Regions from separate parts of the Callithrix jacchus genome. Here region 2 is linked to region 1. The links are chromatin contacts, called in public Hi-C maps. All regions are on one chromosome and are shown on one strand. The core of a region is the stretch at or near the end of the contact, and the rest is flanking DNA. Distances in the headings are between cores, read along the strand shown. Region 1 holds the start of ATP13A3 (ATPase 13A3). Region 2 overlaps TMEM44 (transmembrane protein 44).

Region 1 (2,700 bases), core at 100-2,599:
CATTTAGTTATAATCGTGTAGAGGAACACAAGTCTGTTTCTATGTGTACGACTCCATCCGAATTCATTTTGCCTAATATAACCACTAAATATAGCTCTAAGACACTGATGATTAAAAAACAGTTAATTATGTGAGTGATTCATACCTCCTATGTCCAAACACCAAGATTCAAGGATGTTTCTGTCAGATCTATGGGAAGAGGAAACAAGAAACACCTGTCACAAAGCTTTCCAAACTGGGAAGCCCCCTACTGAGTCACTGCCAATCCCAACCTGAGGCCCTCCCCTTCATCCCTACCCTTCACGTCCCCAAAACAGCCAGAGGTCACGCTTCCACCAGAACCCGACTTTGTGAAAGGAATGGAAAGAAAGGCCACAGAGTGGCCACGAAAGCACTGCCAGGAAAAAGGGCCCTGGGTTTTTCTAGTCCCCACTGCCACAGAGTCCGCGTGGGAGGCCTTAGGCAAGTCAGAAGTCACTTTTCCTCCATGGAACTCACTTATTTTATCTGTGAAATGAGGAGACGCCAAGGAGGTCCATATTCCACCGCTGAGGACGAGCTAGGGTCCCACAAAGACCCACCGAGGGCCCTGCCAGCCCCCTACCCCTTCTGCCCACAGGACCACCACCTCCCTCAGGACTTTCTGAAAGGGCCGACTACCAATCACCCCGCTCCTGGCCCCCAAGCTCCCCCCACACCACAGGCAGCGCGTCCACCCCCAGGCCTTCGGAACCACCGCGTGGGCTCCTGCCCGGCCTCACTTGTCCTCGACCCTCCAGGGTCTCAGCTCCTAGTCCCCGAGATGTCCATCTCCGGCCGGGGGAGGCTGGCCGCGACCTCAGCCGGCACCCGCCGCCCCGACCACACCGTTCGCCTCCTCAACCTCCCCCTTCGCCGCCGCCCACCCGCCCCTCGCCCCGCTCACCGGCCGCCGCCGCGCCGCCTCCTCCGCGGCCTCCCTTGCGGCCGGACTAGCTCCAAGAGCCGCGGGGGACCCGGCCGCCGCCGCCGCTGCCTTGCCTTGCCTCAGCCCAGCCCCATCGCCCTCGGCCAGCGCCGCGCGCTGCGGCTCAGGGTGAGGGAAGGAGGCGCCGCGGCGGGGCCGGGCAGGCCCTGGGACGTCCGCGTTCTCCTCCTCCTCCGCGCCCGCGGCGGCGCCGTGTAGCCGGGCAGGGCGAGAACAAGAGAGGGTGACGGGAGGCAGGCAGGGGGAGGGAGGGGGTCTGCACTCCGAAACGGCCCCCGACCGCCAGCGACGTCGCGAACCCCCCCTCCCCTCCGCGGCGGCGCCCGATCACGCTGCGAGGAGAGGCGACGGGCAGGCAGGGTGCGCGCGCGGGCTCGGGACTCCCGCGCCCGAAGTGAGGTCACGTGGTGGCTTCATCCCCGCGCCAAGAGCGGAGGGGCGCGGACGACGTCAGGAGGCGGGAAGGGGCGGGGTGAGCCCTAAGCCCCGCCCACCCCATCGTTTAGCCCCCTCGAGCTCCAAAGAAAGGAGCAGGTAAGGGGACGCCGTCCAAAAACGGTGGCTGTTAGGCTAATGGAAGGCGGCTCTTCTGCTGGGATGAAGTGGGACTGCAAATCCCACTCCATCTTCTTTGGACTGTGACAACATCATAGTCCAAACTCCCATTTTAAGAACAGGGAAACTGAGGCTCAGTGACTAGACAAACGTTGCCCAGAGTCATGGTCATGGAGGAAGCTTGTGCTAAATGGTGGAGAGGAGACCAGAGCCCAGCTCCCAATGCAAGGTTCGTTCACTCCTTTGGCCACCTCCGTCCCCGCCAAAATAAACAAACAAAAAACTGTCGTTCGGGTCTGACCACTGGCTCTACGCGCCAGCCCCGAGCGGAGGAGGGGAGGAGCGCACCCGAGAAAGCTCCGACGCACCCGCTGCTCGCCTCCGGCGGGAAGGCGCCTCTTCCGACTGTCCTGGGCGAATTAAATACTTCCCTTCGCAGAAGACTTATCTCGGGGTAGGGCCGCAGCCTGATTTCCAAATCGCGGGTTTGGTTTTCGCGGCGTCCCCTCCCCGACGCGCGCAGGGAGCGCGCCCGGCCACCTGCAGCCTTGGGCCGCGGCCATCTTTCCGCCTGGGGCCACCTGGCCCGCGTCCTTGGCGCCCGGCCCGCTTCGTGACTGTTCTCCTTGCCGCTACTTACAGAACTTAGCCGCCTTAGCGTCTTAAAGAAGGGGACAGCATGCACGCGGACCCTGTCCACCACACCTGGGGACACCTCGCCAGGAGCAGGGAGCATTTAGCCCGTGGACACTTATCAGGGCCGCCATCCCTGGTCCACGCATACGATGACATCTCACCTGAGGCAGCACATCAACCCGAGTCCGCGACACTGATAACACCTCCTGGGGCCAAGGAGCGCACCACAGCCACCCTTGGTCCCCTACATTGTGTGGGGCTGGCAGTTTTTTGGCATTTCTGACCGCCTCTTGGCACTGGACCACCGCCTCCAGTGCGCTGGACCTCGAGTTGGAGCCACAGCTTTCTCTTCCCAATCCGTGGCCTCGCCGTTTTGTTTCAAACCTCACTGTTTCAAACCTCACTGTTTCAAACCTCGTGGTGTTGAAATGATTAAATGAGTTATGGGGTGTGGTAGTGTTGGGCAAACCGCAAAAAAGCGGTCTGGGTAAGGTTGGGCCCTAAAATCCTCCTCCTCCATCTCCCTGGCTTCTTTGCCTGGC
Region 2 (2,712 bases), core at 25-2,524, 120 kb after region 1:
TGATTGGCATCTCTTCACAGAGGCTCCAGTGTTCTGGAGCTTTGTATACAGGAGGAGTCTTGTTGAACAATGAAGCCAAACCTTGCTTCCAAAATTCCCAGTTTTGTGGTTCACTGTGCATGAAGAGGCTTGAGACTTACCCTTGAGACAAGCTGGGACCATGATGATCAAAACTAGTTTGTGAAGGGAGGTGGCTGGGCTGATGGGATCTAGGAAGAGAGATAATATCTGGCCCTTCGGTAGTTCGTGTTATTCAAAGTCAGCAAGGTTTTTGTTGTTTTTTGAGACATTCTTGTTGTATTGCCCAGGCTGGAGTGCAGTGGTGCATTCTCAGTTCACTGCAACCTCTGCCTATTAGGTTCAAGCAATTCTTGTGCCTCAGCCTCCCAAGCAGCTGGGGCTACAGGCGTGGCTATGAGGCTTGGCTAATTTTTTGTTTTTTTTTGAGATGGAGTCTCGCATTGTCTCCCAGGCTGGAGTGCAGTGGCTTGATCTCTGCTTACTGCAGCCTTCGCCTCCTGGGTTCAAGTGATTCTCCTGCCTCAGCCTCCCGAGTAGCTGGTATTACAGGAACCCCAACCACGCCTGGCTAATTTTTTGTATTTTTAGTAAAGATAGGGTTTCACCATGTCGGCCAGGCTGGTCTTGAACTCCTATCCTCAAGTGATCTGCCCACCTCAGCTTACCAAAATGCTGGGATTACAGGCGTCAGCCATGGTACCTGGCCAAGATCATTTGATGTTCTTGGGTGAATGGCCACTTTCACCTGGATCCAACCAATTTTTGGTGCCCCAGGGAGCATGATCCAGACTTGCCTCAAGATAGAGGGTGTGCTAAAGGCAAACTCCGGAAGTCATCCTATCCCCACACATTCTGCCTTTCTAAAGATAAGCTCTTCTGCTCTGCTGTTACCACTCAGTACTCTAGATTAAACCTCTTTCCGGTTCATTCTGTACCCATGACGACATTTCTGCTTCCTGGAATGTTGTAGCCTTAGGGATGAAAAGCTCACCAATCAGTTGTGCTGTACCTGAGGCAAGTCAGTCACCTTCCTGCTCTGCTAGCAGTTGGCCACAGAACCAAGCACTGACTCACCAGCCTCCACAGTCTGCTTCCTTTTCAGCCTCTGCCCACCCCCACAGCCCATCCTGCATCATCCATTCTGGCCATCTCAGATCCTTCCTGCTTTGCTCACTCCCACCTTTCCCTGCATCCAGCCCTCTGTACTTTCATCTGTTTGAACACTCTTTTCTCCCCACATCCTGGGCCTCCATTCAAATCTTCCTCTTCCCTGGAAGTACAGCTTCAGTGGTTAACATCACAAACTTTGACTTCAACAAAGGGACCAACACAGTTCAGATAAAGGGGATAACTAGGCGGCTTTAAGATCACTTGTAGTTCAGAGGTCACCCGGGCATTAGGATCCATGCAGAGACCTGCAGAGCCAACCTACTTCCCCAAAGCACCCCCTTCATGCTGCTGGAACTTGTGCTGCCTCTCAGGAGAAACGGGGCTGCTACAGCTGAGTCACCCAGGTGGCTGTGGGCCAGCCTGGAGCAGAACTGTGTTGCTTGGCATTTCTCCCAGTTCCTCTGGGGGCAGACTTCTGTAACTGTGCAGGGATTCATACTTACCATTGCACTCCACATGGAAACACTTTAATTTCTTTAGAAAGAATTTATTCACCCCAATGTTCACTCCCACCTTAGCCCCGTTCCCTGCGCCCTTCCCTCACTCATGGCAGTCTCCAAATCATCCCCAAATGGGATTGCTGTGCTTGAACACTTCTCATGATGCCTCTTATCCTCCACATGCATTTAGTTAGTTCCTGAAGCACACAGTTCCCTTGACCTGCAAACCCCACCTCAGCACACACCTTGCCAGGTTGGAGGAAGTCCTGGTACCCAGTGCAGTCTCCTTTGTTTTGCAGTGTCAGTGATCTCACAAACACTTGGCTGGCCACACAGTCATATCTATAACTTCCAGTAGATAACTTAAGTGGGTGACTGGGGGGCAGGAGGCAGGTCTTGGTTCTGGTGTGTGCCCCAGGCCCCCCAGCACAGGGCCCACCCCTTTCATCTGGCTCAGCCAGATCTTCCAGAATGGGCTCTGCTGAGATCCAAACATACTCGCTATTTGTGAGGTTAACTCATGGTTGGGTATAGTGGCTCACATCTATAATCCCAGCACTCTAGGAGGCCAAGGCAGGCGGATCACCTGAGGTCAGGAGATCAAGACCAGCCTGACCAACATGGAGAAACCCAGTCTCTACTAAAAATACAAAATTAGCTGGGTGTGGTGGTGCATGCCTATAATCCCAGCTACTTGGGAGGCTGAGGCAGGAGAATCACTTGAACCCGGGAGGCGGAGGTTGCGCGAGCCGAGATTGCACCATTGCACTCCAGCCTGGGAAACTCTGTCTCAAAAAAGAAAAAAGAAAAAGAAAAAAAAACTTCTTCCTGGAACTTAGCAGGTATTCAGTTTATGGCCGAATCTCAAGGGAATAAAGGGAAAAGCGGGTCCAATGTCCTTTGGATTATCTTTACAATGCAAGCGCTGTCTGTAAACTTGTAATCTTCAGAACAAATGCCGGCCCTGTCCAGGTCTGTCCACAGGACCCAAAGTCTTAGCTCCATTATGAGCTATGACATCCACCAGCCACACTCAGTGGCGGCTCCTGGTTCCTCACTTTCCAGGGCAGCTTCTGCAGCA

The links. A called contact is a pair of places that touch in the nucleus more often than the background predicts.
Region 2: a Hi-C map of skeletal muscle shows a contact between it and region 1, with 2.0 times the contacts expected there. The contact joins the enhancer-like site here to the promoter of ATP13A3 in region 1. A contact is called at or near these places in 3 of 3 Hi-C or Micro-C datasets (induced pluripotent stem cells and skeletal muscle).

The regions. Positions count from the first base shown.
Region 1 is chr15:23,406,005-23,408,704 of calJac240_pri, forward strand. ATP13A3 (ATPase 13A3) reads right to left here and starts at 1,350. Exons shown (of 33, transcript XM_054245503.2): 1 at 926-1,350; 2 at 146-189.
Region 2 is chr15:23,526,422-23,529,133 of calJac240_pri, forward strand. It overlaps TMEM44 (transmembrane protein 44), which reads right to left. Exons shown (of 11, transcript XM_078350542.1): 11 at 1,663-2,712. Among named protein-coding and RNA genes, the nearest start is that of TMEM44, 49 kb to the right of the region's middle. Within about 2 kb of position 1,275, at least 12 of the 16 cell types and tissues checked have an H3K27ac peak or open chromatin away from gene starts, as enhancers often do. A contact at or near this core is called in skeletal muscle, where this site is marked.